3 separate regions of the Mus musculus genome follow, and all the other regions are linked to region 1. A link is a contact called in public ChIA-PET and Hi-C data. All regions are on one chromosome and are shown on one strand. The core of a region is the stretch at or near the end of the contact, and the rest is flanking DNA. Distances in the headings are between cores, read along the strand shown.

Region 1 (3,384 bases), core at 610-3,109:
GAGTAAAAGGACCTTTATCATTTCTGGAACATCAGATTTGATTTTAGTTTTTGTAAGTACATGAGAAAACAAAACAAAACAGAAAACCCCAAACAACAAAGATTCCATTCCATGTTTGACTTTTTATTTATTATTATTATTATTATCATTATTGGATTTTCGAGACAGGGTTTCTCTGTGTAGCCCTGGCTGTCCTGGAACTCACTCTATAGAGGCCAGGATGACCTCAAACTCAGAAATCTGCCTGCCTCTGCCTCCCAAGTGCTGGGATTAAAGGTGTGTGCCACCACTGCCCAGCTGTTTGACATTTTGCTACAATTTTCCTATTTTTTTTTTTCCTTTAAGGCTTACTAATCCCTTTCCATCTTTTTCTCAAAGTGAGTGGTTGGCGATCCTGGAATCCCTGTCTTTGCATTCCTCTCTGAGTTCACAATATTGTCTACACTACTAAGAAACAAAAAGTAGTTCACAAATGGATGTGGACATTTCAGTTGAGGATGGGTAGCATGGCTCTGATCTTCAGAGAAGGAATAACTGGTTTCCAGGGACAATCAGACACTACTTTTACTGTGCAAGGAATAGCAGGGAAAACCACTCATGTTAGAGACACAGCCTTCCATTCACAGAAACTGCTTTAATTCTGGTCTAAGAAACATTTTACCTAATTCAAATAATTCCCTGTTAATACCTTCCCCTTAAGTAGCCAGATTTGTCAAGAGTGCTATCTGAATATTATTAAATTATTGAATTCTTTGGCAGCCTTTGTGGCAATAGGTTTTTCTTTTTTGCATATGTATTTTTTGAAATTATTTTACATACAATGTATTCTGATCAGTGTTTCCTCTCCTCCAGTTCCTCCCAGCCCCCCCCAACTCCCCACCCACCAAACTCAGACCCCTTTCTCGCTCTCTTTTTAGAAAACAAACAGGCAACCCTCCCAAAAAAAAATACCAGAATGTAAAAATTTAAAAAGGGAAAAAGCACAACACACGCGCACACACAACCTTATTAAAAACAAAAAAATAAAAAACTATAATATATAAACAAAAGGTCAGTAAGAGAAAGTAACAAACAAAAACAAAACAAAACAAAAAAAAAAACAACCCACATAAGCGATATGAAACAAAAAAAAATCTGCAAAAATACCTTTTTTTACAGATACCAGTTTTTAGTACCCCAGACTGGCCTCAACCTTTTGACAATACAACTCAACTTCCTGGCAGAGTGTAGGGATTGCAGATACGCCACCGTTCCAAACAAAGCAGGAAAAGGAAAAGGACATTTTATAGAAAGGGAAATTTCCGACTTTTAAGGAGTCACTTCTGAGAATAAAACATGCAAGCGTTTACTTTTCTCTGCGTAGACTTTGACACCAAAGAGGCTAAAAGCAGAGTGACAGGCCAGCAGCTGCAGCCACGTGGTTTCAGGTAACCGCGTTCACCCAGCTGCCTAACCCTCTTCCTTGTGGCCTCAGCGCGTTTCTATTTTAAGCACGTTGGTAATTGTTTGTCTCAACCCTTCATATTTTTTCTGCAGGTCTTTTTTTTTTTTTTTTTTTTTTTTGCATCTTCGAAGGCTTCTCCTTATCTTTGTTCAGATACAAAGAGCAGCGCCTGTATTTTCATATCGCTACCCACCATCAGAATCACGCCACACGGTCCTTTTGCTGAGTACACTGCCGACCAATCACTGCAGATCGAAATAACCGAACGTTTAAAAAGCATCAGTTGAAAAGGAAGCTACAAATGGAAGTTGGATTATTTTGTTTTGTTGTTTAACAGCTTAATTTGTAGATAAAGAGTAAAGAGAGAACGCAGTAGAAAGAGTTGTAGCCTGCTCTCCTCCGTGAGAACAGCGCCACCGTCTGGATTCCCAGGGTTTGCTCAGTGAACAAATTTAGGAGGTTTGTATTCGAGTGGCGTGTAGGTAGAAAACCTAAGGTTTTGTTTTGCTTTTATATTAACATCTATCAATTCATTCATTTGCGTTTTGGGAAAAGAGTGCTTTATTATTTAAACCGTTTTCTCCCTGAGAAGTTTATAAGCTAAAAATAACAATTTTACTCTCCCTAGACAGATTTGTGTATACTGTATCTCTCAGAAATTGACTGTAGTAGTACCAGATACTTACATGGCTTCTTTTATAGGTCCTATTATTATAAAATTATTATTTCAACAGGGATTAATTTTGTATGTCCTTCCTCAGTATGTTTTCTCCAAAACTGCCTGATCGTAACTGCATGTTTATTAAGTTTGAAGTTTTGATTTTTTTCTCAACACTAGTGATTAATTAGGCTGCACAATAAAAAAAAAAATCAGTCCCATGAAACTGAAATTTTTGCCAAAAAATTCTAAGCACATAAAATCACTACTGACATCATTATACATAAGTTAATTGGAACACCAAAATATGGCACATATAAATGCATACATATGGTTCTATACAATAGTAAAAATTCTCATTAGTATGCAAAGTAATGCAAATTCTAAGCTCTTCTCAAATTGAAAGCATTATAATATTTGCCAAAATCCTTATTATTCCCATGAATGAACAGAAGAGCTTATCTGAACATAAAAAATGGCATTCGCCGCTGAACAATCGCTTTTCTTGTATTGTATTGTATTGTATTGTATTGTATTGTATTGTATTGTATTAGGATGTTTTAATCAATGGCCCTTCTTGCCATTGTTTTTCATAATCAGCCTTAACATGCTAATGTTCCATTCAGTTGCCAAAATCAGTCTCATCCTACACTGAGCCACGTGCTTCCCCTAAAGTGAAGCCAAGAACAACTGTTTCATAGAAAACAAAGGGTCAGTCCCCTCCGTGGTGGTGTAGGAGGCTGTGGGCAGACAAGCATCTTCCGGGTCTAGTCCTCCCGTTACTTTGTTTCAGTCTTAGTCTTGAAGATGTTACCCACCCGCTAGTTTACTCTGTAACCTTGTCTCCCCCCATCATTCTAACTCTACTAAGCCTATGTCCAACACTGAGCACTTACAAAGCTTGCTGTCCAGTGTGGTTCGTATCTGTTCATCCATCTCATTAGAACTGAAAGAAGTGGGTGCCATTAGTTTTCCTTTTCTGCAGCCCGAAGAACAAAGAGATGGGATCCGTTTTCCCTGAACCACCGAGTTATTAAGAGTCTGCCATGGATGCCTTAATGCTCTGCTGCTTCTCCTCTGATGTGAAATGGCGACTCACTGTGGCCTTTGATGCCGAGCACCACTTTGCATCTTACTATTGTTTAAATGCAAGCATCTTCTAAATAATGACCAAATGATTTTTGTAAGCTTTTCCTGCTCCCACAACCCTCTGCCTCCCGCATCTGCTAGTTTTTGATCTTGCATGCACGTATTTAAATTGTTCTTCCTTCCAAAGTCATTC
Region 2 (3,384 bases), core at 575-3,074, 280 kb before region 1:
GGCAGAAACAGCTACCCAGCAGTCCACACCATCCCTTTTCCAGTTCTTTGAGACCAACATTGTCACTTTTTCTCAGGTTACTGAAATAAAATAAACACAGATCTGACTACTGGCTCCTTTTCTTCAAGAGTGGAAAGTATCCTGTCTGTCACATGTACTACGGCGCCTAATATTGGTCTACCCATTCCAAGGACCCACTGCAGGCAATCCATCCTGTTGGGTATAGGAAATCTAAGCAAATCACAACCCCAGTTTCCAAAAGATCAAGTCCAAGGAGTAGTTCTTGACAGTAGAGGATGGGTCATGGTGCAGTGATCACAAGTCTTCCAATTGCCACTGAGAATCAGTCTTGGTTTGGGTGTCTTGTTTTGTTTTTGGTTTTGGTTGGTTGGTTTGGTTTTTACACCTAACATAGCATAGGAGATCTTGAAATGCCGCTACATTCCACCAGTCATACTTAAAACAATGGGGAAAGACCCTCCCTTTTCCTCCTCGCATACTGCTAGGTTTCTTCCAGCAGAAAGGTCCCCACACACTGTTCTACCTGCCTGGTACAGCCTTCCCAACGTCTTTCTCCCTTGCTGGTATCTACGGCGACAGGGCAGAAGATGGGATGACGTAAAGCCAGTGCCCAGGCTTTGGAATCAACTGAGTTATAACCCTATCCTCTCTACACCACCCACTTGACTGAATGCTCAGTAACGAGCCCCATGCTGCCCCTAAACCGATGCCTACCCACATGGTAATATGAGTCCAGACCTCACTGGGACACTTTTCACTATGGACCTAACACATTACAACCGGGTAGCAACCTGTACTGGCTGGTTTTGTGTGTCAACTAGACACAGGCTGGAGGTATAACAGAGAAAGAAACTTCAGCTGGGGGAGTGCCTCCATGAGATCCAGCTGTGGGGCATTTTCTTGGTTGGTGATCAAGTGGGGAGGGCCCATTGTAGGTGGTGCCATCCCTAGGCTGGTAGTCTTGACTTCTATAGGAAAGCAAGCTGAGCAAGCCAGGGGAAGGAAGCAAGCCAGCAAGGAACATCCCTCCATGGCCTCTGCATCAGCTCCTACTTCCTGGCCTGCTTGAGTTCCAGTCCTGACTTCCTTTGGTGATGAACAGCAACGTGGAAGTGTAAGCCGAATAAACCCTTTCCTCCCCAACTTGCCTCTTGGTCATGATGTTTGTGCAGGAATAGAAACCCTGACTAAGACACAACCATAACCTAGTCAAGATTATTTTTTCTATTGAGGCTGCCAGTGCTCCTCAGGGATGCTTTCATGCCCAGATCATGGTCTGCCTAGTCCCCTTGCACTCTGGCTCTTTGCACCTATTGTAGACTTAATTTTGAATTTACACCATGCTTTGAGTGAGACTTCTGTCTTCTCCACTAGGCTGGTGGCTTCCTCAGAGCAGATCTTTGTGGGCTTGTCACGTACGGAGATCCCAGCCCCTCCCACAAAACCTGTGCCAACAGAGAGCTGGCTAGTTTATGTCAAGTTGACACAAGCTGTAGTCGTCTGAGCGGAGGGGTCCGCACATGAGAAGATGCTTTCACAAGACTGGCTGCCGGCAATCTTAGATGTCCTTCTGGACTCCTCGCCTCTGGAAGGCCACCTCCCGTTCAGCCAAGCAGCACTGAAAAATCTTTCCCTTTGTGTTTCTGAGAACAGAAAAGGGAGTCTTGAGGTCTTCTCGGTTCCCAGGGACCCCAGCGTAGTCCTGTGTCCTCTGATCCTTTCTCTGTTTGTCCCTGACCTGCTGTTATCTTCCTTGAAGCAATAAAAGTGCAACCCAGCAGCACTCCGTGGTGGCACTGATGCTAAGAACTGACACCTCTCACCGCAGAGGTTAAGACACTTCTTTGAAGAAACCCATCACTCTCTGGCAGTCTTCTAACAAAAATGTCTTGGCTTTTAGAACTGCAAAGCAGCTAAGGAAAGGTTTACAAAACACCAGTAGCAACCTTTGCCTTGCAAAGTCAGACCACTGTGAAAGATTGTAACCATCTGAAGATTAGACCGCCAGATTGACAGGAACCGGAAAGCAACATCAAGAGCCATTAACTAAAGTGGCAGATCAGAGAGGGTCTTTTTCTTTCTCTTGTTTGGTTTCTGCTCTTGTCATTACAATATTGTTGGTACAACAAAAGGTTGTCAGTCGAGTGTATGCACTGCGCTTAAGTTATTTTGGGAAATCATAACGTGCTTACAGTATAGGCATTAAAAATTATAGTCCACCTTAAAACTGAATGTAAAAAAGACAGAGTTTGCTTCTTTGCTCTTCAAAAACTATTCCTTATTCTACAAAATAAAGCAGAGAACAACTTTTAGACTTTTTTTTAAAATCAGCTAAAATGAACTTCCTTCATTCTGATTAGCATCCCAGACAACAGCCACAAAACTACTCCCTTCAGTGAGAAAGGGCTAGCCAAAGTCGTGTTTATTAAGCTTTCTTTTTATTATCCAGTAGATCAGAGAACTTCCCTGGAGGTTGGAGGAAGACGACCACAAATTCGAGGAAGCCTTATTAGGAGTAGCCCAGAAAATATTTTATCTTCTATTTGTCTACAACAAGCACTGAAAGGCAGGATGCTGGCTGGATGCAAAAGGCCAGACATGAATCACTAAATTGCAGGTCTGTAGATTGAACTCAGAAAAAAAAAATTCACTGTTCCTGTTTCCTGACTGTTTATTCAGTCCTTCATCCGCCCCCAGAACCTATTGCCAGTAAACAGCATGGAATAGAGGGTTAGGGGAGATAGCATCCTGGATGGACATTCCCTTCATTCCAGATATCTGCCTTTTAAATTAAATGGTTCCTACCCCTAAGAACAGACTTCTAGTTAGCAGACACTATTTCTCCTGCTGGGCAGACCTTCGATTTTAGCACTCCAGTGGCAGAGGCAGGTGGATCTCTGTGAATTAGAGGCCAGCCTGCTCTCCTTAAAGATTCTGAAGCAGCCAAGACTACACAGTGAGACCCTGACTCAAAACAAACAAGCAAACAAAACCAAGCCAAACCAGGGTATCGGTGCTTTAAGGTCACGGTGGCAGGATGGTAATAAGAATCCCCCCACCCCTGGCCCCGTGGGATCAGATGAAAGAAAGTCATGACGAAAAGCCACTGAGAGAGTAGTAAGGGAAACAGTTACAGAAAACAGGAATAAAACTAGGTGGGATGTTCCCCACAAAGGCCAGCTAGCACCTCCAGCCTTATTAACCTGCTCACGCTGAGCTCCATCCCCCCCAAGAGAATCTTGTTCAAAAACTCTGAGCGCAGGTAGCCATAGACCCAGCAGGAGAAATAGTGTCTGCTACTAGAAACCCAAACTGGATGGAGAATTCAGTCTGTCTGGACTGAACAAATGACTGTAACACAGG
Region 3 (3,384 bases), core at 237-2,736, 260 kb before region 1:
CTGCAATGAGATCATCGTTCAACAATCTGATTGGCAAAGGTCAAAATCTTTTGAGGATTTGATTTTATTTAATTATATGTATAGGTGTGTGGCTCTGTGCTCACATGTGTACCTGTAACACATGGAGACCAGAAAAGGTCTGAATCTCCCCCCTCAGAGGCAGAGTTACAGGTAGGTGGGAGTGACCTGGAGAGGGTCTGAATGACCTTCGTCTGCAAGAGCTGATCCATCTCCAACCAAGACAATTTGACAATCATCACTGAACTTATTTGGGTCTGGAACTGACTCCCAGTGTTTATTTGGTGATACATTCTCACGGGTGACATGCAGCTTTGCTTGTAACAGCTAAGTATTGGAAACAAACTAAATGCCCTGGTGGAAGGCTAAGGCTGAGTTATGCCTTTAGACCTCCAGCATCTGGCAAGATTCAGAGAAGAATAGCATATTTAGATAGCATGCAGCCATCTGCATAATGGATTTGTAAATGCACAAATATGTATATATCCATATACTTGTGAGCATACAATATACTTAGAAATAAATAAATATATATGTGTGTGTGTGTGTGTGTGTGTATATATATATATATGTATATATGAGACTAATGGTTTGGAAAGAAATCAGATGCCTGGAAACAAGAGGAAGAAGAAGATTCTCTGGTCTATGTGGACATAATGAATTTTTAACAGCTAATAACAAACTCAAACTATCATCATTATCTAACAGACCAAATGAGAATAAACCAACTCCTATAAGCACAAAGCTGTCTCAATAGTATATGAAACATCAAGAAGACCATGTAAGCTCTGCAGACTTTTCTCTGAGCATAAACTGTAGCTAACCAATAATGCTTAATATTCTATTATGACAGAAACAACACCCTAGAATCATAGAGTCAAGGGTCGGAGAATAAAGGGTCATAGAACCAAGAGTCACAGAATTAAGGGTCATAGAATCAAGGGTCATGGTGCCCCTGCTTCCTGGAAAACAGAACAAAGCCATTCCTGCAGCAGACATACAAACCACAGTTGTATGACTGTGGCTTAGTTCCCATGTAAATTAAAAGGATCTGTTTGTTTCAGTGACTTGCAATAATAGCACCAGAAAAATTAAAACAAAGCAAAATTTCTCTAAATTGTCCTCCACCAAACCTGAGGAGCATTTCCTCTGTTCCCAGTCGAGAGAAAGCTACAACGGCCCCTGAGACAAACTTCAGACCAGTCAAAATCTCAGGCCTGAGACTGGTCTTAGAGCTTTGGGAAACTCTTTGTCTCCAGAGAGATCTGGCATGTTCTGTAGAGGCAAGGCCTAATGTGATTGCCAAGCAACCTAACAGTGAGACAGGACCACCGTTACTCGAGCTGCTTTGAGGAGCACGCCGGCCCTGCTGTCCAACAAAGCCGACTGCTCGGGAGGTGGGGAAGCAGTTTCATGTCTTACATTTCTCTCCTCCAGCGCTTTGAGCAACCACACTGGGCCGTGGATATTTATCCTGGCAGCTAGGTTCCCTATCTCCACCACCGAGGAAGCACTTCCCTGGGCTATAGACACTCAGCATGCTGACTCGTTATCCAAAAGGAAGTTCTGTTTGGTAAGAGGGGAGAGCATGCTCCTGAGCATGCGTGTAAACATGGTGTCAATCATTGTCAGAGGGACAAGAAGACAGTGCAGGACCTCGGATGCTGGATCCTGGGTAGAGGATGAGTCTGTTGGCTCCACACTGACTCAAATATCAAGATCTTTACATTTCCTAATAATTGTAATAAATTTTTCCTATTGTGCTACATCAGACACAATTTCTCTCTGTTTCATCGTATAGATCTGTAAGCCTGGAGGCTGGCGAGATGGCTCAGCAGGTAAGAGCACTGGCTGCTCTTCCGAAGGTCCTGAGTTAAATTCCCAGCAACCACATGATGTCTCACAACCACCCATGATGAGATCTGATGCCCTTTTCTGGTGCGTCTGAAGTTAGCTATAGTGTACTTAATTATAATAATAACTAAATCTTTGGGCCTGAGTGAACGGAGTTGACCAGAGCTAGCGAGTGAGCAGAGGTCCTAAAAATTCAATTCCCAACAATCACATGAAGGCTCACAACCATCTATACAGCTACAGTGTACTCACATACATAAAATAAATAAATCTTTTTTAAAAAGTTTTAAAACTGTAAGCCTGATTTACCTATGTTCGGGTTGTGCTATAATTCATATTTCTGTGCCTAACATTTTATCAGCCATGATGTGGAAAACCCATAAAATAAGCATATTTCAGAACTTAATAGACAAAAAATGAGAATGTAGGAATTGCATAGTTGGCCAGGCCTTATTGGCTCCTGCCATGGAGGCAGAAGTAGGCAGGTCAAGGCCAGCCTGGTCTACAGACTGAGTTCCAGGACAGCCAGGGCTACACAGAGAAACCCTGTCTTGAAAAAAAAAAGTGCATAGCTGTTGTTTGGGGGGGGGTCAGGTGGGGATCTGGTGATTTGTGGTTTAGCTCAGTGGTAGAGTGCTTGCTCAGCACAAAGCCCTGTATTTGATCCCTGGCACTTCATAATCTGGGTATAGTACTTCTGTAATCTGAACACTTAGGAGGTCAGAGCAAGGGGATATGGAAAGGGGTTGAAATCTGTCCTCAATGACCGGGTGGTTTCAAGACCTGTCTGGGATACATGAGACCCTGTGGAAGAAAGAGGGTGGGGAAAAGGTTTCTCTATGTAGCCCTGGCTATCCTGGAACTCAGTTTGTGGACTAGGCTCAGAGATCTGCTTGTCTCTGCCTCCCTAGTACTGGGATTAAAGGGTTATATTACCACACCCAGCTAAAGAGAGAGTTCAGCTTTTTTGTCTGTTTGGTTTTAGAGACAGGGTTTCTCTGTGTGGCCCTGACTGTCCTGAAACTAGCTCTGCTGACCAGGCTGGCCTTGAACTCACAAAGATTCATCTGCCTCTGCCTCCCAAGTGCTGACATTGAAGGTGTGCACCACCACCACCAAGCTGAAATTGTAGCTTTATCTATCACAAAATTATAGCTGCAAACTTCTCTATTCAACTTACCCACAAATGTATTCATAGAATTTTGTCTGAATTTGATTGTATATTTCCTTCCTTTTCTGTCATAAAAAACTAAAATAAAACTATCTTTGGACGCCTCCCAAATATGATGGTTTTTTTTTCCTTTTGCCTGGGCATACAGCCAATAAAGATTAAGCTGGAGAGTAACACAGTTGGGGATGGGGGTTGGGAAGCAGTGTTTTAACCCTTTGAATGCCACTCTCTTTCTCGGCAAACCAAGAATGATGTAAGGGCCCGGGTGACTTGAGAATAGAATCTGTGCGTCTAAAGATATTTTTACACAGTGTGGGAGACTCTGACAGACACCCAGGTTG

What was found. A called contact is a pair of places that touch in the nucleus more often than the background predicts. ChIA-PET counts read pairs in DNA pulled down with a chosen protein or histone mark.
Region 2: an RNA polymerase II ChIA-PET map of memory CD8 T cells shows a contact between it and region 1, with 14 read pairs. The contact joins two enhancer-like sites. A contact is called at or near these places in 1 of 484 Hi-C or Micro-C datasets (the C2C12 cell line) and 2 of 115 datasets of contacts at active chromatin or transcription factors (T-cell acute lymphoblastic leukemia and memory CD8 T cells).
Region 3: a Hi-C map of liver shows a contact between it and region 1, with 1.8 times the contacts expected there. The contact joins two enhancer-like sites. A contact is called at or near these places in 2 of 484 Hi-C or Micro-C datasets (embryonic stem cells and liver) and 2 of 115 datasets of contacts at active chromatin or transcription factors (bone marrow-derived macrophages and large pre-B cells).

Annotation. Positions count from the first base shown.
Region 1 is chr15:96,541,721-96,545,104 of GRCm38.p6, reverse strand. No RefSeq gene overlaps it. Among named protein-coding and RNA genes, the nearest start is that of Gm32406, 36 kb to the right of the region's middle. Within about 2 kb of position 1,859, at least 101 of the 459 cell types and tissues checked have an H3K27ac peak or open chromatin away from gene starts, as enhancers often do. A contact at or near this core is called in liver and memory CD8 T cells, where this site is marked.
Region 2 is chr15:96,826,176-96,829,559 of GRCm38.p6, reverse strand. It overlaps Gm32564 (a long non-coding RNA gene), which reads right to left. Exons shown (of 3, transcript XR_384399.2): 2 at 1-80. Among named protein-coding and RNA genes, the nearest start is that of Gm32564, 9.2 kb to the right of the region's middle. Within about 2 kb of position 1,824, at least 16 of the 459 cell types and tissues checked have an H3K27ac peak or open chromatin away from gene starts, as enhancers often do. A contact at or near this core is called in memory CD8 T cells, where this site is marked.
Region 3 is chr15:96,797,588-96,800,971 of GRCm38.p6, reverse strand. No RefSeq gene overlaps it. Among named protein-coding and RNA genes, the nearest start is that of Gm32564, 19 kb to the left of the region's middle. Within about 2 kb of position 1,486, at least 10 of the 459 cell types and tissues checked have an H3K27ac peak or open chromatin away from gene starts, as enhancers often do. A contact at or near this core is called in liver, where this site is marked.